7 separate regions of the Mus musculus genome follow, and regions 2, 3, 4, 5, 6 and 7 are each linked to region 1. The links are chromatin contacts, called in public promoter capture Hi-C maps. All regions are on one chromosome and are shown on one strand. The core of a region is the stretch at or near the end of the contact, and the rest is flanking DNA. Distances in the headings are between cores, read along the strand shown. Region 1 holds the start of Skp2 (S-phase kinase-associated protein 2). Region 2 holds the start of Adamts12 (a disintegrin-like and metallopeptidase (reprolysin type) with thrombospondin type 1 motif, 12). Region 3 holds the start of Slc45a2 (solute carrier family 45, member 2). Region 4 holds the start of Amacr (alpha-methylacyl-CoA racemase). Region 5 has its middle 50 kb from the start of C1qtnf3. Region 6 holds the start of Ttc23l (tetratricopeptide repeat domain 23-like). Region 7 holds the start of Wdr70 (WD repeat domain 70).

The links. Promoter capture Hi-C pulls out the DNA fragments that hold promoters and counts their contacts. Capture Hi-C pulls out chosen DNA fragments and counts their contacts.
Region 2: a contact with region 1 is called in a promoter capture Hi-C map of cranial neural crest. The contact joins the promoter of Adamts12 here to the promoter of Skp2 in region 1. A contact is called at or near these places in 3 of 39 promoter capture datasets (cranial neural crest, hippocampal neurons and pre-B cells) and 1 of 115 datasets of contacts at active chromatin or transcription factors (large pre-B cells).
Region 3: a contact with region 1 is called in a promoter capture Hi-C map of hippocampal neurons, with 4 times the contacts expected there. The contact joins the promoter of Slc45a2 here to the promoter of Skp2 in region 1. A contact is called at or near these places in 2 of 39 promoter capture datasets (hippocampal neurons and pre-B cells) and 2 of 115 datasets of contacts at active chromatin or transcription factors (large pre-B cells and pro-B cells).
Region 4: a promoter capture Hi-C map of pre-B cells shows a contact between it and region 1, with 7 times the contacts expected there. The contact joins the promoter of Amacr here to the promoter of Skp2 in region 1. A contact is called at or near these places in 10 of 39 promoter capture datasets (the 3T3-L1 cell line, 3T3-L1-derived adipocytes, the C10 cell line and 5 more), 6 of 484 Hi-C or Micro-C datasets (CD4 T cells, CD8 T cells, LSK cells and 3 more), 4 of 115 datasets of contacts at active chromatin or transcription factors (astrocytes, large pre-B cells, microglia and 1 more) and 2 of 9 other capture datasets (adipose tissue and liver).
Region 5: a contact with region 1 is called in a promoter capture Hi-C map of pre-B cells, with 12 times the contacts expected there. The contact joins the enhancer-like site here to the promoter of Skp2 in region 1. A contact is called at or near these places in 5 of 39 promoter capture datasets (the 3T3-L1 cell line, the C10 cell line, cranial neural crest and 2 more), 1 of 15 datasets of contacts at CTCF or cohesin (large pre-B cells), 3 of 484 Hi-C or Micro-C datasets (cortical neurons, embryonic fibroblasts and muscle stem cells) and 3 of 115 datasets of contacts at active chromatin or transcription factors (embryonic forebrain, embryonic stem cells and large pre-B cells).
Region 6: a contact with region 1 is called in a promoter capture Hi-C map of embryonic stem cells, with 4 times the contacts expected there. The contact joins the promoter of Ttc23l here to the promoter of Skp2 in region 1. A contact is called at or near these places in 7 of 39 promoter capture datasets (the 3T3-L1 cell line, the C10 cell line, embryonic stem cells and 3 more) and 2 of 115 datasets of contacts at active chromatin or transcription factors (large pre-B cells and pro-B cells).
Region 7: a promoter capture Hi-C map of adipose tissue shows a contact between it and region 1, with 3 times the contacts expected there. The contact joins the promoter of Wdr70 here to the promoter of Skp2 in region 1. A contact is called at or near these places in 5 of 39 promoter capture datasets (the 3T3-L1 cell line, hippocampal neurons, liver and 1 more), 2 of 484 Hi-C or Micro-C datasets (B cells and CD4 T cells), 2 of 115 datasets of contacts at active chromatin or transcription factors (astrocytes and embryonic forebrain) and 2 of 9 other capture datasets (adipose tissue and liver).

Annotation. Positions count from the first base shown.
Region 1 is chr15:9,138,951-9,142,439 of GRCm38.p6, forward strand. It overlaps Skp2 (S-phase kinase-associated protein 2), which reads right to left and starts at 1,504. Exons shown (of 10, transcript NM_013787.3): 1 at 1,234-1,504; 2 at 482-753. The coding sequence starts at 1,241. It overlaps Lmbrd2 (LMBR1 domain containing 2), which reads left to right and starts at 1,620. Exons shown (of 18, transcript NM_177178.3): 1 at 1,620-1,790.
Region 2 is chr15:11,063,211-11,066,699 of GRCm38.p6, forward strand. Adamts12 (a disintegrin-like and metallopeptidase (reprolysin type) with thrombospondin type 1 motif, 12) reads left to right here and starts at 1,563. Exons shown (of 24, transcript NM_175501.3): 1 at 1,563-1,947. The coding sequence starts at 1,821.
Region 3 is chr15:10,999,147-11,002,635 of GRCm38.p6, forward strand. Slc45a2 (solute carrier family 45, member 2) reads left to right here and starts at 1,575. Exons shown (of 7, transcript NM_053077.3): 1 at 1,575-2,055. The coding sequence starts at 1,671.
Region 4 is chr15:10,980,258-10,983,746 of GRCm38.p6, forward strand. Amacr (alpha-methylacyl-CoA racemase) reads left to right here and starts at 1,499. Exons shown (of 5, transcript NM_008537.4): 1 at 1,499-1,796; 2 at 3,093-3,236. The coding sequence starts at 1,553. Gm34315 (a long non-coding RNA gene) reads right to left here and starts at 1,376. Exons shown (of 3, transcript XR_383838.4): 1 at 1,295-1,376.
Region 5 is chr15:10,900,622-10,904,110 of GRCm38.p6, forward strand. No RefSeq gene overlaps it. Among named protein-coding and RNA genes, the nearest start is that of C1qtnf3, 50 kb to the right of the region's middle. Within about 2 kb of position 1,945, at least 9 of the 459 cell types and tissues checked have an H3K27ac peak or open chromatin away from gene starts, as enhancers often do.
Region 6 is chr15:10,557,053-10,560,541 of GRCm38.p6, forward strand. Ttc23l (tetratricopeptide repeat domain 23-like) reads right to left here and starts at 1,617. Exons shown (of 13, transcript NM_001378877.1): 1 at 1,543-1,617; 2 at 530-601. The coding sequence starts at 1,598. It also overlaps the pseudogene Gm8174.
Region 7 is chr15:8,097,395-8,100,883 of GRCm38.p6, forward strand. It overlaps Wdr70 (WD repeat domain 70), which reads right to left and starts at 1,815. Exons shown (of 18, transcript NM_001081402.1): 1 at 1,725-1,815; 2 at 1,562-1,627. The coding sequence starts at 1,749.

The DNA of each region.
Region 1 (3,489 bases), core at 254-2,753:
CCACACCCCCAAGGGCCTGCTTGCAAGCGGAGCAATCTAAGTCTCTTCTACTTAGTAACATTTACCTTCCTAATGTGCCTACCAATAATCTAAGTCATTACCATACAAAGCTTGCTCAGATACAAAGAAGTATATAGAGACAAAAGGGGACCCTCTAAGATCCCTGCTTCTGTTCCCATATGTCAGTGTACTGAGCTGGACTTTGAGCAGGAAGATTCCTTTCTAAGGAAAAGGGCAGGAAAAAAGCTTCAAGTCAATTGTTGACCACAAGATAAAGACCAACCAAGATTCCTGAAGACTTAATGACTGGAATCCATTTCACTGCCACACTTCCAAACTAGGCAATTTTAGGCACCAAAACTAGGCAATTTTAGGCACCGATCCAAAAAGATTCCCCAAGGAAATAATTCAATCGAATTTAGTTAAAACAAAATAGTTCAACCCATTACAATACAGTTTGGATCTTAGTGTTGTGCATTACCTGGAAAGTTCTCCCGACTAAGCTTCGGCCGACGGATGATCACAAAGTCTTTGTCACTCCCTTTGCCCTTGACTCGTTTCCTTGGAGGGCTCTGGGGGTGGCCGAGGTTTGAGAGCAGTCCATGTGGGATGTTCTCACTGTCCACCTCCTCCTTCTCCAAGGCCGAGACACCCATGCCTGATAGCAGTTCAGAAGTCTTGCTGGAATCCCATCCCCACGTGAAGCTGGTGGTGACGTTGCCACTCTGGTCCGGAATCTCCTGAAGGTGCTTCCTGCAGAAGGGCAGACATTCTCTATTCCTTTTGAAAATACACCCCTAAATAATTCCAAGGTAGGCATGAAAGAAGAGTAAAGAATGGAGTGGAGAAAAGTCCCAGCAAGTGACAGTACTGCATTTTTTAAACGTGCCTACAAGCGAGAGAAATACAAGAATGAAAGAGAAAAATCGGGAACATATATACTTTGAAAGGCTTTGGGATTTATGGTCACGCAGAAGGCCTCAATAATTTCTTCCCGTGGAGGGAAAAAGAGGGACGGCACTGATACCATGACTCAAAGTAGAGGAAGGAAAACTTAATTAGGAAGCCAAATTAAACTCCACATTGATATTCGCACTAAAGCATTCATCCATCCTTTTTCTCTAAGCAAACATTCACATAACCAGATTATTTGAACAAGAAGCAACATTCGCGGCCTAAAAGAATTCAAACGGTTCATTCATGTTTTGTCCGGTTTTTTTGCAATCGGTTTACCTATGCATGGTGTCCACTGATTCAGGAGTTTTGAATGCTTGAATTAATTGAAGCGCTGCCTGCCTTCCAGACTCCTGTTTTAGCGCTCGGCTTAGAGTGATCCCCGGGGCCCCAGCAGTTGGACCCGCGAACTAGCAACGTTCCATCACCACCGCGCGCGCGGAGTTCTGCATCCCGCTCTCCAGCAGCCGCCTTCTGACGCCCCGTTGCCTGCTGGGAATTGTAGTTCCGAGCCTAGCTCGTAGTCCTGCCTGGGTTCTTCCACTCTGATTTCGGACCAACCCTCCAGATACCCACAACTCCCTGCGGCGCCGGGCGGGATTGAAGGAGGAGGAGGAGGAGGAGGAGGACAGGCAGGCGGAAGTGGGTGGAGCTCCGGCTGGCTGGGAAATGTCAGCCGATTGACTGGGAGCAGGTTTTCCTTTTCCCGGAGCTCACGGGCCTTCGGGTGATCACCGCCACGGTCGCCCGGGACTGAAGGATCCGTGACCCCGGCAGGCTGCGGCGGACGCGAAGCTTCTGAGTCCCTTCCAGACGCTGTCTGGCGAGGTCCGACGGTGAGCGTGAGGGGGGCGGGGACGCGTGAGGTGCGTCAGGGTCTGGGGTCCCGGCCCAGTCCCTGGCGGACATAGACTTGGGGGGAGTTCCAGATGGTGAGTGGCCGCCGCCGCCAGGCCCATCTCCGGGGTCTCGATGGCCCGCCAGGTGAGAGGCTGCGGGTGGCACTCCTGCCATTCGCCTTCCTCCACCTGGCAGTGGGCGGCCCTTAGGACTGGGTCTGTGGACGCGATCCTTTCCTCACTTGTAAACTAGGCTCGAGGACGCGGCACACCTCATGGGCTGGCACTGAAGATCAAATCAGCGTGCGAGGGGAAGCCTTTTTCGAGCTAAAGCGCAGCTCCAAGAGGAGCGATGGTTTATTTTTAAGGCGGCAGGAGCCAGCAGTGGTTCCCGCGTGCATCCTCTTGGATCCTTGATGAGTCTCCCAAATACCAAAGGGAAAAAGGGAGGCTCCGCTTGCAAGGAGAGACCACCCTGAAAGCTGTTTAGGTGCCTCTGACTCAATCCACAGCCTGTCCTAGAATCTCTCTGCCTAGAAACTATGCTAATTTAGCCTCTGAAGAGGTCGGGGGCGATTAGATTAGAATGACCATGCAAAATTCAGGTGTGCAAACTGTGCAACAGGGGAGAGGGTAGGGGGATGCATTTCTAGTCCAGTAAAAATGAAGATTTATAGAGTTGAGAAAAAAGCAGGCCACCTTCATCAAAAACATTAGAATATTGGTTTAGTATGTTAGATTGCATACACTTGTGTTTCTTTGTGGAGAGAGCAAGATTCGTTTTATAGTGGAATTAAATCCTTCATGCTCAGTTTTGTCTTTGTTTCTAGCATAATCTTTGCATCAGTTACTTCTTGAGAGGAAGAGATTCATGAACTTTTAGTTCCTGTGAGTGAGATTGGTGTAAAAAAAAAAGACCTTTTTGCAAATTGGTTTTACTTGAAAAGAAAGACTAGGAGAATAAGTATGTAGTCACAGTTTTGTTATGGAAAGTATCTAAAGTGAGACCTTCTGAAATAGTGTATAAAGTTATCTTTTGTTACTTTGAAAAACTCATTTGCCTTCTCTTGAACTTTGTCCTTTCTGTTAGGATGTAACTCGTTCAAGAGTAAATTCTAGTAAATATAAAACAGCCCTGAATTCAGCTAAGAGTTAGCAGAGACCTTAGGATATTTAAATTAGTGGGCACAAGGTTCTCTCTAGGAAAGGAAAGCCTATCAACTTTGAAATTAGGAGCCTCCTGATTTGCCTTGATAATGAAACCGGTGTTCTTTTGCATTTCTTTAATCACAGCTATTTCCATAATATACTGAAAAGGTTTGTATTGATACACACACGATTCTTTTTATTTTTTTTTTCCTTTGGTTTTTCGAGACAGGGTTTCTCTGTGTAGCCCTGGCTGACCTGGAACTCACTCTGTAGACCAAGCTGGCCTCGAACTCAGAAATCCACCTGCCTCTGCCTCCCAAGTGCTGGGATTAAAGGTGTGTGCCACCACTGCCCGTTACGATTCTTTTTGATAGAGGAATTGTGTCCATTGAAGATGTGAGGTTATTAGCTACATAGAAACTCACCATAGAGACTTTAAGAGACTGATCTCTTAAACACTACATTGTGATTGCTGCTAATGTAAAATATTTTATTTCCTGATTAATCTTATTTAATCTTACTTAACACATTGTATTTTATTTTAATA
Region 2 (3,489 bases), core at 313-2,812, 1.9 Mb after region 1:
TTGCATTTTGGGTCCCTGGGGATGGTGTGGCTGCCCTGACCCAATGCAAGATCACCTAGTAGCCAGACATCTTGCTGAAGGTGTGTGATTGGCTGTCAGCCAAAGAGCCCTCCATACATGAGGCCAAATTCCTTCTGAATGGAATAAGGGCGGCGGGGGGGCTGGGGGGTGGGGGGTGTTTGTTTCAACCCAGAGGTAAAGAATTTTGGCTGGGTTATCCTGGATCATTCTCAAGATGCCTGGTAACTCCTGCTCTGTGACATTCTCTCAATGAGGAGAAAGTGAGTATCTGAATGGATACTCCAAACACACACACATACACACACACACACACACACACACACACACACACACCACACATACCACACACACATACACACCACACACACACACATACACACCACACACACATATACATACATACACACACACACACCACACACACACACCACACACACATACCACACACACATACACACACACATATACACACACACACCACACACACACCACACACACACATACACACATATACACACACACACCACACACATACACACACATACACACACACATACACACACACACACCACACACACACATACACACACACACATACACACACATACACACACACATACACACATACATACACATACACACCACACACACACATACACACACCACACACACATACATACACACACACCACACACATACACACACATACACACACACACACCACACACACACACATACACACCACACACACATACACACACACACTCATACACACACATATACACACACACACTCATACACACACACACACACACACACACACACACACACACACACACACACACACACTGCTGCAGCTGCCACTGCCTATGCTCAAGGCCTTCCCCTGTTGGGGCTGAAATCTTTCTGCATGTTGCTAGTGTGCTGCTGGTGGAGGTATTACAGAGAGAGGGTAGGATTTGAAAAGAAAGCAGGCACTGACCTATAGCCACAGAAGGCCTCTCAAGCATTTGATCCACGTACCCCTTCCTGCAGAGGAAGAGACTTGTCCAGGGTCAAGACAGCAGATTAGCTTGGATCATTTCCTGTGTGACTTGGCAAAGAGAAAAAAATTGCTTATTAGTTGTTAAGTGGAAATCTTAGCCTGCCCTGGAAGAAGAGCACAGAGGTTGCTAGAGGGTGGGGAGTCTTGACAGAATAGGGTACATTCAGGGTCTGGGAGGAGCTAAGAAGGATGCTGAGTAGGGTCCCCTCTGGCCCATAACTCACTATTTGTAAGTACATTTCATCCTGTGTAAAGGAGATGGGGGGGGGGGCGTGTTGTCCTAGGAGCCTCTGACGGCTCTTACTCTAGTTTCTTCCTGGCCAGCTGTCTAGGGTCTCCCCTATTTGGCCCGCATGCCCAGGCTCTGAGCCCGGAGGGAGGAGCTTGAGGGAGGAGGGCGTCCCCAAGGAAAATGTGTTAGCTGGCTGGAGGCCTGTCGGGTGGGGAAGCAGAGGGGTGGGGATCTGGGGTGGGCTGAGCCCCTTGGCTCTGACCCAGTCCATGCTCTGGCCCGCAGGAAGAAGAAGCTGTCAGCTCATTCACTCCCCTTTCAGGACAGGGAGAGAATAAAAGCTCTCTGGTCCCATCGGCTTCAAAAAGCCACTAGAGCCTCCTGGTCAGCTTGCGGGCCGCTCCCTTCCCATGCTTGGACCATGTTCTCGGGCGTCTTTCTGTGCGGACACAGGCGAGGACTGGATATCTGCAGCTGAGAGCTAAAACTTTTAAAACTTTTCTTCTCCCCAACAACTGAACCATGCCATGTGCTCGGGGGAGCTGGCTGGCCAAGCTCTCGATCGTGGCTCAGCTTATTAATTTTGGGGCTTTTTGCCACGGGAGACAAACTCAGCCCTGGCCGGTTCGCTTCCCAGACCCGAGGCAAGGTTAGTGGCTTTTCTTTATTTGTTTTTCTAACAGTGGAGTAGGACAGTGGAACTTGGTCTGTTCCCTTCCCCCACCAGGCAGGGCTGAACTCTAAGCCTTCTGGCCTGTCTAAGGAAAACTGCTGTGTGCTCAGGCTCGGATTTCCTTCTCTCCTAGGGCTTAAGGGTGCACACTCAGGGGTGACACCCTGCTTGGAAAGACCCAAGAGTACGCTCGCTCCCCGAGCCCCTCCCCTCCACTTTCCGCTTCCCCCCTTTGCAGACTGTGACATGGGAAATTATTTTTAATAAAGAGACCCAGCTGGTCACGGACAGTCATGGCAAATGTTTCCTTCATTTAAAACTTCATTTTAAGTCTGGAAGGTAGAAATTTTATTCTGGCCTCCTGCTGAGCACACTTGGCTGTGTTTTGGTTTCCTGGAAAGATTTAGGGTTTTGTTTTTTTCAAATGACATTCCTACTGGGGAGAAATTTGCCTCCTGGGGACTCCCGGTTGTCTGTCTTGCTTTGCAGAGTTCCAGGACAGCCAGGGCTACACAGAGAAACCCTGTCTCGAAAAAAAAAAAAAAAAAAGACTTTTCTCTGTCTAAATTTAGTGACGCATGCGTGTATTCTGAAAGAAAGCACTGGGAGACCGTGAAGATGGTTTATATTGGAATTCACTCCTCCTATTAGTATTGTTGTGGGGTCGTCATCATCTTCATCCGTAATGCCCAGGCCAAAGTGGTGCCGTTGCCTTTGTTTGTTTGTTTGTTTGAAATTGAACCTAGAAGAGTTTCATGTTCAGAGAGGACTACAACTTCAAGGTGTTGTCAGAGCAGGGGGGCTGGGAGGCTTGGAGAGATGGGGAGTGTATGAGCTCCGGGATGGCCTGCCAGCCCCTCCCACTACTGACAATGTCCTTCTGGGGTTCTGGTACTATGGCTACCATGCCTAGTTTACAAATGGGGACACTGGAACTTGGGGACCTTATGAGCTTAACTATGAAGCACATTCTTGAGCCAGGTATCCTACTTAAAATCATGCAGCCATAGAATGATAGCAATAGCAGGGATAATGTGCGCGCGCGCGCGCGCGCGCGCACACACACACACACACACACACACACACACACACACACTCACATGCATACACGCACTTGTCCACGTTTAAGGGATTGCTAGCAGTGTGTTTTGCCCACGCTGCAAAGTGAAATGCTGCCTAAGAATTCCTCTGCGGTGGCTTAGAGAGCAACCAGATGAAAATCCCTCTCTCCCTTTGCTTTACTTGGAAGCCAGAGTAGGCAAACACTGGGGTTAGATGTCAATCAGCCAGCACTTGTTTGTGTAAATGGTCCAGATACCATCTCAAGCCCCCAAGTTTAAAATAGCAGCTTTTGTTGTTCTTTGAAAAACAGTGCCTTTGTGAAAGGTCCCTGTTCTGGGGCAGCACAAACAAAGCCCACCAGCACTTCCCTGGGCATGCGGAGATGATTTCCTTCAAAGACACATTCTCCTGGGTGAGCTTTCCAGCTCTGCTTGCTTCGCATATTTGTAAGGGAAA
Region 3 (3,489 bases), core at 325-2,824, 1.9 Mb after region 1:
AATGTTGTTTCACCGTTGACTTGATTTCAAAATTTAAATATTCTGGGTTTAAATATACACATGAGTTGTGTATAATATTTGGGTGCCTTGATACACAGTTTGAGAAACATCAAATTAGGATCTGCCTCGGGAAGAGCAAAGACGAGGCACACCAAGAATTTAAAGTTCTGCCACCAAGCCTTATTCCTGAACTATTTTTAAAGGCATTTTTTTTTCCTAAAAGATTTTCCCTGCCGGATCCAGTAAGGAAAATGTGACCCACCTGACGTCTTTAAAACAGAGAAAATTTAATTAGAAGAATGCATTTATGATACAAATCAATGTAATATAGTAACATTAGTAATATGTAACAGGCTCTCTCTCTCTCTCTCTCTCTCTCTCTCTCTCTCTCTCTCTATATATATATATATATATATATATATATAAATGAGTAATAAAGGCTCTCATATATATATATATACATATATATATATAAAGAGTAATAAAGGCTCTCATATATATATATATATATATATATATATATATACATATGTATATATATATATATATATGAGTAATAAAATGACATAGTGAGGCTATCCCGGTATGAGCAGAATCAAAGAGCCAGGACTAGACCTAGGGCTGCAGTAACAATAGCTACGGAGAGTTAAAGGGACCCAGCAGTCCAGTGTGGCTACTAGACAACTACTAGATTCATAGTGGGCATTCAGTCAATGCCAAAAATATCTCAGGATGAAGAAAATTGGGACATACTTGGTTTTTTTGTTTGTTTGTTTGCTTGCTTGTTGTTTTCCCACCCCTGACTTTTCACCAAAGCTTCCTGCTGTCCAAGTATGCCTAGAAGCCAGGGAGCAAGGGAACCTGGGAAATGTAGTCCCATAGGGCCAAGTAAAGTAGGCGGTGACTGGTACAAAACAGACTGTATATACTCTATTCATTCAACTCCTGTTTGTTAGCAGATATTTTGGGAGGACCTAAGAGGTGCAAGGCTAGATGCTAGGGATGCCATAACGACCAAAATCGACCTGATCTCTGTCCTGAGAGCAAGACCGGTTAACACAGGATGTAAAAAGCACCGAGTGCAGCGAGAGAGAAAAGTTCACGGAGTTAAGTGACAGCCAGTGGTTGGGGTGAAGACTGGGGCCTGGCACAGTTTTAGCTCTAGTTAATTTGTCTTTTAAGCTTTGGGTAGAAAGTGTGAATTCTGGAAAACAGAATATCCAGATCTATAGAGAGAAGTTTATAGAAATTATTGGATTATTTACATTTTTAGTTAGTCTCTGTCTAAGGAAACTTTATGATTTTTAAGCTATGAAACTAAGAGGTGTACAATTGTGTGTGTGGAAAGACAGACAGAGAGAGAGAGAGAGAGAGAGAGAGAGAGAGAGAGAGAGAGAGAGAGAGAGACTGACTGTGTGAAGGAAGATCTTTAGAGAGGCACAAGCATTCTAAGGACCCCGAGGGCTCACAGCAGCTAATCTCTGTCATGCTTCCGAGTGCCAACGCCCCCTTTGCTTCTCACCGTAACTTGTGATCTTGGAGGCATGAAAGAATTTCAGCCCCTCCTCCAGCCTGACCATCTCTGTTGGTTGCTCTGACAGGCTCCATGTCAGACCCGGTTTGGAGCACAAATCTGAGGACCACGCAAGAAGGCTATTTTCTCCGTGGTCATGAGTGGAAGCAATGGGCCGACTGACACCCATACCTATCAATCCTTAGCCGAGGATTGCCCCTTTGGCTCTGTGGAGCAACCCAAGAGATCCACAGGGAGACTTGTCATGCACAGCATGGCCATGTTTGGCCGAGAGTTTTGCTATGCGGTGGAGGCAGCTTATGTGACTCCAGTTCTGCTCAGCGTGGGCCTGCCTAAGAGCCTGTACAGCATGGTGTGGCTCCTAAGCCCCATCTTGGGATTCCTGCTCCAGCCTGTGGTGGGATCAGCCAGTGATCACTGCAGGGCCCGTTGGGGTCGCCGGAGACCATACATCCTGACTCTGGCCATTATGATGCTCTTGGGAATGGCTCTGTACCTCAATGGAGATGCGGTCGTATCAGGTAAGTGGATCGCACAGATCCCATAGTTAACTGCTGGGTTAAAATGTCATCAGTATTTTTTAATGCCGCATAGAAAATGGCTAGAACTAACGTTCTCTCTCTCTCAGCATGCAGTGACCTCCCTCCCACCTTTGGATGACCCCGAGCCTGGGGCTGAGGGGCTTTTACTTCCAGAACCATCTCGACGCTGCCTTTTATTATTGCAAGGTTTTAAAAATGGGATTGAGCTTATATCTATTTCATCAAATTATATTCTTAAAAATTATTTTTATTTATTTACCAGTCGAAGGAGTTTTGAGCCACTTATGCCTCATGGAAGACTTTGTTAAATTGTCCAGCTATAAGCCTTTGTAACAAACTACCTGCTGTGTACAAATAAGGCCTAATTCTGGGTGCTTAACATTTTAATTGGTTTAGGGCACAGGCCTGTCAGCTCTGGGAGTGCTTTTGCATTGCAAATTCTGGACGAAGAATTTGGTGTTAAAGCAATATTTCTAGCTGCAAATTAGCTACTAAATTCTATGTACTTGGTGACAGTATATTGGAAAAGAGACCCTGAGGGGCACATATTTCAATACCATTTATGCCAGTAGGAAGTGAATGAGTATGATACAGCTCAAGCAGGTACCATTTTTATATATTTAGGAGGATGTACAAATATGGAAGTGTGAGATATAAATAGGAAATATAAGTACTGGAGGTAGGAAAGAGAGGAGAGGTTTATTTTTCTCTTTTATACAGGAATGTTTCAAATATGTTCATATATTACACACCACTCTTAGGTTAACAAAGCAAACTATAAATCAGGGAAACAACTTTATCATTCTTGACAGATTCGGTAGATGGACAGAGCATACAGATAGAACGGATCTTACATAGGTGTTAAAAGCGCTACAGTGCCTGTCTCGATAAACCAAAGGAACTGGAGAGGGTTGGTTGGGGATAGACAAGGTTTTCATTTGTCTGGGCCATTCAAAAGTGTGCATGGAAGGGCGATGGAGCCACAAATTCTCATACTCACTCCCCATACCGGCCAAGTCAGAGTCCTGGAAAATGGGGCCAGCAATCTGTATTTTGACAAAACAGTTAGGATGGCAGTCAGGTACTCCAGAGACTGAGGAGCCCCATGTTTGGGTGCCTCTGTACAACTGTGGGTCCACACTTGCATAAAGGGGTGCCTCAAAGAGTAGCTGTCACTGCAGCTGGGATTTGAAGAATTGTGTCCATCTTATTTCATATTGTTATTATTTTTAATTTAAAGAGATGTCATTTAAAATGTGTAACTCAGTGCTCTTTAGAACAGTCCCAAGATCACGCAACCATTATCACTCTATTTCTAGGATATTTTCATACCCCTCCCCAAAGAAAGTCTCCACCACTGGAAGTCACTCCCCATTTTCTCCTATCACCAACCTATATATTTGTATTTCTACC
Region 4 (3,489 bases), core at 249-2,748, 1.8 Mb after region 1:
CATGTAGCCCAGGCTAGCTTTGAAATTGCTGTATAGCCAAGGATGACCTGGGATTCCTGATGGCTCTTCTTCCACCCTCCAAGGGCTGGGATAACAGTTGTGTGCCACATGCCAAAAATTCCAGGCTTTATTACAAATAATGCACCATGAATATCCCTCATTTTAAAAATATCTGGACACAATTGCCTATGCATAATTCATATGATTGTTCCCCTGATTAGCTTTTAGAAGAGAATTTTGGCCAGAGAAAAGATCTGCAGTGTTGAGATCTCCTATCACACAGTCTGCTTTGCGGGGGGCTTCTGGATAACTCACTACTCTGGGAGGATTTGTAAAACATTATGCTGGCTAAGACTTGTGATTCATGTGTACATGATCCTGTATGTAAGCTTAAGTCATTCAAGCCACATCTGTACCACTGTTTTTTTGTTTTTGTTTGTTTTTTTTTTTTCAGAAAAATAGAAAGGCAGCAACCCTGATAAAATGTTAATGTCTCCATGTGGAAGTCAGCCATACCTTTCCATGAGATTTTTCCATTCCAGTTTATCAAAATGCAAAGGAAATAATAGGACAGAACAAGGCTGGAGCAAGGGTAGGCACTTGAGACAGCATCAGACAAGCAGAGAGCATTAGGGACCATGTGGAAGTTGTCTGCCTTTACCACGAGGCTGCTCATTCTGAGAGAGCACAGACCCCTTTCCCTGAAATATCTTAAAACTCAGTAGCTGGTTAAAAGTGTTTTGGCTACAACTATGTAGCATTTCGCCTTTGCTTTTATTATCTTCCTCACTTGTTAAGAATGGGTATGGGAGATTTCTAGCATTCAAGTCTGGCTCTATTCAGTTTCCTAGAGCTGCATCTGGCTACCTGCAAGCTCCCCCCATTACTAAGGGAAAAAGGACCTGTAAATGAGGATGGAATATTTGTGATTATTTTGTTGCATTTTAAAGGCTGAAAAAAGTTTCTAACTCAAAATTGTAACTGTCCGTAAAACTGACAGCTGACAAACCAAACTGACTTCTAAAACTCTCCCATTTAACCTGAGATGAATAATTCTGATATCCCAGACTCTTCTAAATGCTGGGATTATCCGCGTGCACAACACCGGCGTTTTAAGCGGTGCTGGACTCCGCGCACGGATTTAGCAACTGGTCTACACCCCTGGCCCTATGGGCATCTAGGAGAGGTTTCAAACAGTTGCAGGATGACAACTAGTTTTCAGGGCGGCGAGGGAGACACCCAGTGGTTGCCTTCTTACATTGATCTAAGGAGTTGAGTGCCTTTAATCACTTACTGGGGGGTGAGGGTAGCGATTCAGGTGGCTCGATGAAAGTGTCCGAAGAGGACTCGCACAACATGGGGTCAAGGACACAACTCATGACCTAAACCAAAGTTGAGCAGCTAAACCAACTGATCCAATGCTAGGGTGGGCAGGAAGTGCGCAAGCGCGCAGCCTTCCCGGACGGGGCGGGGCGAGGCGGGGTGCAGGGGGCGGGGCAGATAAACTGTGGCTCGGGCGCCGAGCCGCTCCGCTCTCACCCTAAGGCTGGCCATGGTGCTGCGTGGCGTCAGGGTTGTGGAGCTGGCAGGCCTGGCCCCGGGGCCGTTCTGCGGAATGGTCCTGGCGGACTTCGGCGCCGAGGTGGTGCGCGTGAACCGGCTGGGCTCCACGGGCGAGAATTTTCTGGCCCGAGGCAAGCGCTCGCTAGCGCTGGACCTGAAGCGCTCTCAGGGAGTCACGGTGTTGCGGCGCATGTGCGCACGCGCGGACGTGTTGCTGGAGCCCTTCCGCTGCGGTGAGCCCTGCGGTGCTGCGAGATGACATTCCCTCCTGCCCGATTTCTCCCAGCTTCTCTGACTCCTTCTTAAGACTTTTAATTTGCTTGATTCCCCCCCCCCCAGATTTGCCTTTATTATTTGGAGGTATTGAACCGTACGAGAATCTAGTGCAAGAGATAGACTGAAAAGCTTCACATAGGAATAGAGTCATTGACCCTTTGATATGTGATATACCCATGCTCTAAAGCCATTCACAGACCATGGTTAACCTTTCTCTAATTGCTGGTATTTCCAAGTTCCAGCTTCAAGATCACCTCATTTACTTTGGGCCATATGAAAACATTGTTTTAGTGCTCTGTAGACAAACGACCAATTTGTTAACAGTATCAGTTTTGAGCACTTGCATGCTTGGTGGCATGCACCTCCATCCGACTGTACATTGGTATTTGCAACTGTCACAAACCCTGAACCAAATCTGAAGGCATTCCTTCTGTATTAGCTCAGAGAATCCATTCCAACCAGCCCCTTACTAATATTGCCTGGTAGATACCAGGACGACAGTAAATTTGACAATAAGTGGGACGGGAGTGGGTGTCTAGGCATATTTATATTTAACTCTTTTAGTTCTCACAAGCATATCTGAGGACAGTACTGTAACATTTAAGATTATGTCACAATGTAAAAATGCTCCAATTGAAGATGAGGGTGGGTCAGTGTGATTAGTTTCTTCAGTTGACTCTTAATTCTGACAACTTTCACCAAAATCACAACAAACACTGTTAGTATCACTTGCAAGAGTGTGTTTTTGGTTTGCCCCGTAAAAGGAATTATTCCCATCTTTGATTCGTGCTCTCTTTAAAAACAAAACTGATAGGTTAGGGTTATTTTTCTGCGTGTGAAACGAGCCAGTTCAAGCCAGATTAGATTATATTAAAGGCAGGTTTATTGGGAAGCTCCTCTCTAGCAGTTCACTGGCCCTAAGGACCAGGGAAGTGTCCATGGGGAAAGGAAGGATAGGGAAGGAGAGAGAAAGAAAGGTCATAGGGGGGGGGGGAGGAAGAGGAAGAGGAGGAATGGGGAGCTTAAAATGTCTGGATTGTATAGAGAAGAGCCTCTTGGGGAAGAGCAGCCCAGGTCTGGGATGGAAAGTTCAGGGTTGGGGGCTGGAGCATATGCCAGGAAGGAACTGAGGGGTGCTGCGAGGAGGACCTGGAGCCAGGTCTATTTTGATATGTGATATATGCACCTCAGTCCTTGTCCCAGGAGCAAACAAAAACAACAACCACAAAACAATTGATTGCTTTCCTCTAAAGGTGTCATGGAGAAACTCCAGCTTGGGCCAGAGACTCTACTGCAGGACAATCCAAAGCTCATCTATGCCAGGCTGAGCGGATTTGGCCAATCGGGAATTTTCTCCAAAGTAGCTGGCCATGACATCAACTATTTGGCTTTATCAGGTAGGTTTGAAAGGCTTTTCTAAAATAATTTGAACTGGCTCCAAAATCAGGAAGTACAGTTACATTGCTTAACAAGGGTTTTTTAAACATTTAATTATTTTTCATTATGTGTGTATGTGGTTATATGCATGTGAGTATGTATGCTGGTGAGAGGGTCCTGGATCACCTGGAGCAGGACCATGGTAGGTTGCAAACCCTTCTAGGTGGGTGCTGGGAATCGAACTTGGGTCCTCTGGAAGAACAGTACATATTC
Region 5 (3,489 bases), core at 695-3,194, 1.8 Mb after region 1:
CTGCCTGTTGTTATGACCACCTTGCAGTCATCCTATGTTTCAGGAGGTAATTATGCATAACTACACTCATGCTCTGTTCCTATAGCCCTCTCCCTTTTTGCCTGTTAAATCCTTCATTTGAGGACTCCCTACCCCTAAACTATAAAAACCTTGTGTTTCTCACATCCAATGTTGACCTCTCAAACCCTACCTTAGGGGGTGGCAGTCTGTGTACACCAATACAAAGCTTGCTTTAAGTAATTGCTTGCTCTAATTAACTTGGCCATGATGATTTAGATTGGTGGTGTTTCTCCTTGCATCTATGAGATTACTAGGAGAGCAGTCTAATCATTAACTGCTAAAGTTTTCACTCCTGGAAAATCCACCATGTTCATCCCTCAAAGGCAGTTTTTTCCTTGGACAGGCATCCCTGGTACACACTTTAAAAAGTTCCTTTATTTTATACTGCAGTTTGAGCAGAAAGTTGTCCAATAATTTCAACCATAACTTGTCTTTGTCCTCAACACCGAGTGTGAACTCAGGGCCTTGTATAAGACTATGCAAGTGTTCTAACACAGAATGCAGCCTTGGCTAGTCTGTCATTCTTTATTACAGTAAACTCAAAAAGTTAATTCTTTTGCTTCTGGAAACCCAGCCAAATGGTACTGTGACTTTTGGAGCAGAGTAACAGTGCCACCTGTTGGGCAACGACTCTCAAGCTGATTTATTGATTTATTAATTTTTTCCAGATCTTGCCTTTTTCAGAAGGCAAAGGACATCCTATGAATTCCTATGGCATTCTCTAGCAATCTTAAAGAATTGATTATCTTACCACAGCTTGATGCAGTTCGAAGGGCTGTCCCTAAAAGGATAAAAAGCTTAAAAAACCAACCAGGCTGCCCCAACAATATTTATGTTTATAACAGCCACCCATCAGAAGTTCAGTCTTTGTGAGCATTTGGGGAAGACTGGCTTCTGAACGAAAGCATCATAGTTTCACAAACTGTCCAATGTCATCTAAACTATCTTAAAGCCACACAAAATACAAACCAAAGACAAAGAATACCAAATAACACCAGGTTGCTTTAACTCATTTGCCATCCAAAACGAAAGGATCAGCATAGCCTTTGATTAGTCAAAGATGTTTTCACTCATCCAGCAAAGAAGACAGTGCACAGACAGACACCAGCCACCTCTGCAACATCTCTTAGAAACTTCATGGACCATCTGATGTCTTGTTTTTCCGTTTATGCATGGGAACAGCAACTGAGTGTAAAACTGATTTGCTCAGGAGGGAATTGGGCTGTATCAGTGCAGTCAACCATAACTTGCCCCAGAGCAGCAAATCAAACACTCTCAGGTGCTGGGAGAGCTGGCTGTGTAGTGTGTCTGTGCCTGGGGCTCACTGTAGTGTCTCAAGAGCCTAACTGGACCTGATTCACAGTAGACTTCAATAGATATTTATCTAGTGCAGGAGTAGGGTCAAGGGCAGTGTGGCCCAGACAGGCACCAAAGGCTCTCAGACTACAGAGGGTAAACTTCTAAGAGCTGTGCTAATCCTTTGGGCTCTTCTAAGGAGCTTTAAGGGGTCTTGATGTATTTTTCTTCTTATTTTGTTTTAAGAATGTATTTTAACTGGTGATTGAAAGTGCCAGGTGTTTTTTTTTTCCTCTTTCATTTGTTTGCATATTTGGTTTTGAGGACATCAGAGTAAGGCCTGCTCTGCTCTGGTTAATGAGTACCCCAAGTTCACAGAGCAGTCAAAATAAGACAAATAATTATAAGTCCTTCGGTATACTTCTTTAGAAATATTTTTCTTTTGTTTTATTTATTTATTTTTTTTTGGGAGAGGAAGGGGTCAGAGAACAATTTGTGGAGGTTGGTTCTTTTCCACCACCATACGGTTTCTGGATACTGAACTTGGGTCTTCAGTGCCACATGCCATTACCTGCTGAGTCATCGCTCTGACCCAGCACCATCACCTTCATTTGTGAAGAACAGGAAATGGAATCTAAGAGCTGTTCACCGGCCCCCATCTCTAAGAATGGCTTAGTAGTAAACTGCAGAAAGAATATGAATGTGGGCTTCAGGTCCAGCTCTTTCTCCATGAAGACTGTGTTGGATCCCCTTTATCCCAAGTATAGGTTCCTTCACCCCACGTGACAGCAAAGGAATTTAAATGGTAACATGAATCTCCCCTTGTTTGGAAGCAGGGAGAAGATTAGTCAACAGTCTCCATGTTAAATTAAATGTGCTTTTAATTAGCTCCTCAATTCTCAAATGACAATAACTGTGAATCCCAGATCACTGGCTTAAGTTTGCAGGGAAGGAGTTGGAGCTACCACAGGACCTGTCTGCAGCCTTACTTCTGAAGCTGCGTGTGAGCGAGCTCCTCGGTGCTCTGCCAGTTCAGTCATTTTAGTGTGCATTCCTTATTGACTGTGTGATTTTGAAGAGGCTTCAAGGCTGTCCTCCAAAATGCCTGCCTACCCAGCACAGGCAGGGCGGGACCCTTCAGGAATAGAATTAGTGCCCTTTAAAAGGTTCTCCAGCTCGAAAAACAAAACAAAAACAAAAACAAACAAACAAATAAACAAAAGGTTCTTCAGCTGGGTGTAGTGATGTATTTAGGAGACAGAGGCAGGCGGGTCACTGAAGTGGAAACTTCGGATTTTTTTGGAAAGTCGGTTATATCAAATGATGTTTTGCTGGGGCACATGGATGAAAGGATAGTTTGCTAAAGCTGACAAGTGGAAGAATGCTTACCTGAAGAAGATTCAGGGGAAAGTATGTGTTGCTATAGCAAACAGGTAAAGATACATGATGTTCAGAAGGAACATAAATACAACCCCTTAGACAGAGAGAGCCTGAGCATTGGTTTGCTTTGCTCTGCCTCACTATTCTTCGCCAACCACACACATGTATTGGTTCGCCTAACATTTCATTGCTGAACTCCACTAGAAACCCACCAAAGAATTTCTCATGAGATTGCTGCCACTTCTTGCTGCTTCTTCAGCCTCAGGCCAGTTGGCGAGCCTTGTGGGTTCTTCTGGATGGAACTGCCCTTGCTGGTTTGTGTGTAGTGACTGCAGCTGCTGGATCATGTGTGTGGTGTTTTCTACTGGACTGAACTGCTGATATCCTGACAGTGATGAATGGAGTTGTCCCCAAAGGACTAATTCTAAGCAGATCTATTTCCCCAGTGTCCTAATACCTTTTCCTTTCTACTCCCTCTGCTGGGTGGTGGGCTAGAGGGGAGGGTGAATGCTCATTAAAATCGGCTGCGAAAAATCTATGTCTGTAGGTCTCCATGAGTTCCTCCTGTAGCAGACCCAGATCTCACATCCAATGATGTAGCACCTGTCTTTTGTATACTGTGGCGTGTCTCCAGTTGTGCCCACCTGATGGCTGGCTATGACCCTGAGTTGTCAGTGTGAAGGACATCTGTGCGTGCATACGCGTACACACACACACACACACACACACACACACACACACACACACACACAG
Region 6 (3,489 bases), core at 367-2,866, 1.4 Mb after region 1:
GTCCTTTACAACTCTCTGTAACTACAGCACCGGGGTATCCAACATCCTCCTTTGGCATCCACAGGCATCCATTCCTCTTTCACATCCCTGCCCCTCCCTGCCTCCCCCCCACAAGACATAATTTAAAATAGTAAAAATAAATCTAAAACTGCTTTTATTTGTCCATTGCCTCTTTATTTCATGAGATCTTACTCGTTGGGTTTGTTATGTTTTTTTTTTCCCTCACTGGCTTTACTAGAGTTGTAATAATGCTTTATTTTTGTAAACCTTCATATTTTTGTAAATCTTTATTTTTGTAAATCTTTATTTTTGTAAATCTTCATAAATTAGAAAAGAAATTTTTTTCGTCCCTCTTTGAGAGGTTGTCAACCTGACTGGATGCTTAATATTAACATACAGTCCAGCTGTGGACCTTTCTCTTCTGTGGAAAGTGCTCACAGAGCTCTTGACTTGGGCTTTCCTTAAAATGGGAAGTCCTACCCTTTCTGGCCAGTGAGCTGCATCTTGTCAAGGCACTGTCAGTACTTACAGGTGGAAGCAGAAGTCCCAGTCGGCGTCATTGCTAACAGTTGGAATGCAGATGGGGTTGGCTTGCATCTTCCTACCAAGAGTCACGTGTGAGGTAAGCTTTGGGGGAAAGGGCTTAGACATCTGTTCTAATTGCCCTCCGGTGGATGCTACTGACTTTAAATTAAAAGTGCTAAATATAAATCTACAAACGGACTATGCAGACCCATGTTTAGAGACTCCTAAGAAAAACTGAAGGTGCTTATCAGGGTTAGATTTAGTTTCCCTAACTTCTACTCTAGATTACATCTCCAAAGTTCTTTTAAAAGCATTTCTTAAACCACACACCTTTTACCTCTACTGGATCATCCAAACTATGGCGACCTATTCAACCCAAATATTGTTTGGCTGCGCTAAGGAAAAGCCAAATAAAAAATTTCTTTTCCAGGAGTCATGTCACTATTTAATCGGAAGTTCTAGTTAAGAGGCTAAAACTACTTAGGCTGCTACTGTCAGCTGTTGACTAAGTGACCCCGTGGGAAGATGCGGGATGTGGTTAATAATTTGTGGAATGTATTTCTCTATATTATCCCTAACCCTTAAATGCACACCTTACTGATTAATAACACCATCCAAGTCGTACCCTGAAGAATACTGTGGTAACTTTCCTTGATCCAGGCTCCAGAACACCCAACTTTGGGGGGGAAAAAGGGTGGGGTGGGGATAGGGGGTGGACAGAAGGGCTAACTTCCCTTTTCTAAGTCCTACTTTTTTCACATTCTGAACTCTCAAAGCCCCACACACAGTTCCCACGCAGTTGCACTGGATCCTGGATGGACTAGGACACCACACTTGGCCCCCCTCTAGGACAAATCTCTCGATGCTCATCCCTGGCATTTCTATTGTTGCTTCCTAACTGTGGACGCCCCTGGAGCTCGGCTACCATCTTCCCTGCCTGCGTTCTGGGCCCCTGCTCCAGAAGCTGGTGAGCTCTTCTGGCTCACTGACACAGAAACACCTTCCCAGCCTGCTCACCGGGCCAGGCAGTTCAGACCTCTGCTACCTCGGGCCTGTGCGGGTGCCCGGGCCATGAGGAGTCTCGCTGAAGCTGGGCTTCTGGATCTGGAGACAATGCGTTGCCATGGGAATGGAACACTGCCTTAAGGTTGATGCAGGGAGCACCAAAAGGAGGCACTTTCGGCCAGCCAAGGCAAACCCTGGCGTTCATCCTTACTGCTGCTGAGTGGTCTTGCAGTGCCTTGTCGCACAAGGACATTATTTCTTGAAGATGAAGGAAGATCCCGTGGAAGAAAGGAAGGAGCTGCAGGCTTCAGGGGCCTGATGGTTTTAAAACTGCCATGTCTATGCGAGTTTTCAGCAATGATTGGCTAGCCAGTCCTCCCCTTTCCTGAAGCAACGTTCATTCTCCAGGTGTTCTAGGGTCACGGTCAGTGTTACCTCCTTGGGTAAGGGTTAGAGTCACGCTTGTTGAAGAAAACAGTACAGGGAGATTCAGGAATGGGCCAATACATGTCCAATGGTTAAGATTTCAGGGAGAAAGGCACATGTGGCAAACACCACACGCAGGTTTGTACCACAAGGTCACAGAGCACACAAGAGCACACTCGCTGTGGCACACATTTGAAAGTGATATAATGAATCATACTATGCACTAGGCTCTTAACAACTGAGCAGGTAAGTCCCTCCTGTTTTAAAAAGAACGCCTGTGGAGAAAAGCAATTCACAGTTATTTTGTATGCTTTGCATTTGTTCTTACGTATCTGGAGTGGAAATTCATCACTGACTCTAGAATGTCAAGAAAGCCTTTCGAGGCAGGAGGATTTAACTGAGTTTGCTTTCGTATGTGATAAACGCTGATGGTCTGTCAATCAAGGGTTAACTCTGTACCCTAAAGTGCCTACGTCTGGAAAGATCCCAGCCTGTCTTTTTCTCTGGTTTCTAAGAGAAGCTTCAGCATGAAATGATGGCCAGAGTGATAAACGTGGTTTCAGGATGGGAGGGTTGCCGTTTTGACTCCTAGGTTTGGTGTAGGTCCCATCCAGTGGGTATCCGTTGCTTTGACTACACTATAAGTGTACATGTACCCTTTGCTCTCTAAAGCTTCTTTGGTTCTAGGATTCTATGAAGATTTTTGTGACCCCATGACTGATATTTAACATTTTAAAAGAAGAGTCTATTTTTATATTATCTAAGACTCATTTCCCTTAATAAAGTCAGACACCATCAAGTCAAAATCTTAAACCTGTGAAGGGAAAGTTTCTTTATTCCAAATACTTGTTTTTGCCGATCATTGTGACTGTTAGTGTGGTACCAGAATTGACACTAAATTCCCCTTCCTAAAGGTGATGATGAGTCTGCCTCCATTTAACTAGCCCTGAACAGAAAAGAAGCAAGTTGCTTTCATCTGCAAAGTTACAAAGCAAAGTCACACAACCTTAAAGTCTCAACATTACAAGTCTCCGATTCTTTTTCTTTCCGCGCCATCTTAACCCTGTCCCTCAAATGTAAATTTTAGTAATGTGTATGAACTGAGGCTTGTTGGCTTACTCTGGAATGGAGTGGAGTGCCGTTAGTCACCACAGCTAACTCTGGAATGGAGTGGAGTGCCGTTAGTCACCATAGCTAACTCTGAAATGGAGTGGAGTGCTGTTAGTCACCATAGCTAACTCTGAAATGGAGTGCCGTTAGTCACCATAGTTAGTTCTTGTATGTCTACTCACACACTCACTCTTTTTTTTTTTTTTTGGGTGCAGCGAACTTTATTGATGGTATTCAAGAGAGTAAGGAGGGCTCCCTAGGACCCTCCTGTTATGGGGGTCTGGGGTGGAAATTGTGAGGGAGATGCTCAGTGTTGGGGGCCAAGTTGGGATAGGGACTCCTCAGCAACCGAGGGCCTCTCTCTTGCTCTCAGTGTCCTTGCTGGGGTGGGTGGTCCAGGGTTTCTTACTCCTTGGAGGCCAT
Region 7 (3,489 bases), core at 565-3,064, 1.0 Mb before region 1:
ACCTGCCTCAGCCACTCAATTAGATTCTTGTATCAAGTTATTAAAGTTTTTAATAACTCTCTCAACAAACAAAAAATAAAATTTAAGTGATACAAGATCTCTGGACACTAAAATAAATCAAGTTCTAACAGTGCAGCTTAGTAATGGGACAGGTAGTTAGCATGCAGGAAGCCCTGTTGAGTCCTCCTACTACCAAAAATTAAATCATGTTTTGGAGGCCGGGCATGGTGGCGCATGCCTTTAATCCCAGCACTTGGGAGGCAGAGACAGGAGGATTTCTGAGTTCGAGGCCAGCCTAGTCTACAAAGTGAGTTCCAAGACGGCCAGGGCTATACAGAGAAACCCTGTCTCAAAAAAAAAATCATGTTTTGGAAGAATATAATACATGAAAATCGCAAAATACTGTCTTAAAAAGCAATGTTTACTCATAAATATGATATTAAATTTTAATATGCACCAGGAGATCTAAAAAAAAAAAAAAACAGATTTGACTTCCTTTTCTTCGTGATTCTCCTAATTTTCTGAAGTCAAAAACAGGAGTTGGAGAGATGATTCACAAGTTAAGAACACTTGTTGCTCTTGCAAAGGACATGTTTAGTTCCCAGGGCCCACAAGGTGGCTCACAACCATCTGTAACTCTAGTTCCATGGGACCCAGTGACCTCTTCTGGCCCCCATAGGTACTGCAGGCAAATGGTGCACAGACATAGAGGCAAAACAACCGCTCAGAAATATAACTATATATACATTTATCTTTTAAAAAAATAAATCCACCGGGTGGTGGTAGCTCAAGCCTTTAATCCAGGCAACCGGGAGACCGAAGCAAGCAGATCTTTACGGGTTCGATGCCAGCCTGGTCTACAGGGTGATATCCAGGACAGCCAGGACTGTTACACAAACACACACACACACACACACACACACACAAAACCTGTCTAGAAAAAAACAAAAAACAAACAAACAAACAAAAGAGGAGAATGAATAGGAAGAAGAGGAAAAGAGGAGGTGGAAGAGGGAAGGAAAAAGAAGAAAAGAAGGGAGAAAAGAAAGAAAAAAAGTAAATACTGTAACTACCCTTTTATCGACTAATTACCTAGAAGAAGCTAAGTAGATGAATAAATGAAACAATGAATGAATGAGAACTAGGTACATCAGAGAGACATTTGTTCCCAAAACAAATTACAGGTCAATTTCCATTTGATTTTTCTAGCACTGATACTATTAACAGATGATTATGTCTTTTGAGACTGTTTTTTCTTTTAAATCACCTAATAATGTGACAAGACCAGGGTATACATTAAGACTGAAGAGGAAGAAACGCTATATCCACCAAAATGTTATTTAATGGTCGCCACTAAATGTCTTTCTCAGACTGGGTCACCATAGTAATCCCTTTCCGTCAAGGTTTCCAACTGTCACCTGAACTGGTCTCAACAGTTTAAATGGGACCGATTCGGATTTGGCACGGCGGAAGGCGCCGGTCAAAAGTGGCAGCTCTCCTACCCTTTACTCGCAAGCCCCGGGCGAAGTCGGGCTGGGCTCTGCCCCGGGCAGTCACTCACCGAATCCTGTGAAGCCCATGGTGACCGCCAGCTGAGGGTCGGGTCCCGCCGTGTCTGCGCCTGTCACTGGAGCAAGAAACAAAGGACAGACCGGCCGTCAGCCCGGCGCTCCAGTGCCCAGCACGGCCCTCCACCCCGGCTGGCCCGCCTAACCCACACCCACCTTCGCTGGTTCCCGAGTGCTCCATGACTGCCCGAGCCCACCGCCTCCGTGGATGCAGCAGCGCGCGACTCCCGGCAAGCCCGACGGAAGTGTCGTCACCGAGACCGCGTCGCCAAGAGCGGCCCGGCTGCGTGGGTAGGCAGGCTTTCGGACTCTCGCCCCCTAGCGGTGCGGAGGGAATGCGCTGACAAGCCACGAGGAGGTCTAGTTTGGGAGTTCCCTAAAACCTTTCGGTGGTTTCAGATGCGTTCTCAAGCAAAGTCCTGGCACGTTTCTAAGGAAATCAACAGAATCTTGTTATTTGCATGCTACTTTTATCTATATTCGTAATGTACTTGACGTACATGATGAAACTTCCACTGCTGCCCATCTTCTCAGTATGCTTGAAGAAACCACTATCTAGTTATAAAGATGCCAGAAAACTGAAGAGTTGTTAGGAATGTTTAAAGCGCTTGCCCTCAGTCTCCACTCTCTAGGCTAGCCTTGTTTACTAAGGGTTCCAAATGTTACATGTTACATAACTACTGTGTTTCCAATTTATTTTAGTTTCTTTACAACTCTGTTCCTATTCTTAATGACACATCATTTAATATACTTTTAAAGTCTAAAACAAATACTTGGTTGAATTTTTCTTTTGTCAGAGTCTCTCATTTTGTAATCCATGCCTGGCCCAGAACTCAGAGACCCATCTAGATTCCTCTGCCTCCCAAGCTTTTAAAGATGTGTGCTACCAAGCCAAGTGAAAATACTTCATTTTCACATGCACTCAATGATTGTGGACGTGGTATAAACATGCCTTACTGTGCAACCTGCAGACCTATTCTTCTACTATGTGGTTCTGGGGGTGGACCTCAAGTCACAAGCTTAGCAGAAAAGACAATTTCCTACTGAGCCTTGTAGTCCACTCAAGAATGAAAATTCTTTGATAAAATTACTCCTGAGCCCCAATATTAGACTCCTGTCTCTGTCTATGGTTCATTGATAATGATTATCTAATGCTTCCATTGTCCTTAGAGTAAAAGAAAAATTTATTAGTACAAAGAAGCTGTAGATCTGTGGTTGCTTAGCATAGACAAGGCTAAGGGTCTGTATTGGATCTCCACCACAAAAAAATACAAATTTAATAAAAGGTTAGCCTGACTTCCAAAACCTTTCTATTCCAATCTTGTCATTTTCAACATTCCCATTTAGTGCAGGGAGCGGCCTCAGAACACATAGTCCTGAATGCTTTAACTCTTCACCAAGTCATTGATCCAACCAGCTCATCTCCAACTATCAAATTAAATCTCTCCTGCTTTTGAAAGCATCTGTAGAACTTTGTAGGCCTCCAACTAAATAAGGCCCACCTACCATGTGATACCCTAGTCTGTCTTCATAATATAATGGCTGGGCAGGCACTCTTGAGTGGTTATTAAATGAATTAATAAGAAGAAATGGTTGTGAAGGCAAGTTACTTTTCCTATGCACAAGATGTATATAATTTGTAGCAAGGAAGTTTGGGTTTGCCTCAAGAGATTACTAGTGACAAATTACCCTGAACTTCAACCAGTAAGGCTAATTTATTTTGCCTACTCTCAAATATGTTATTATTGGTGCTAATATTTCTTTTCTGAGCATAAATAAGCAGCCATTAGATACTGGAGTAGAACTTTATGAATGATATTATGTATCCATAACCTTTAAGCTCATAAGTAATAGTTTCAGCTCCTCAATTGTCAAGGAGAAGAAATTTTGAGATTCATGATATATTAAACTTTAAACTGAA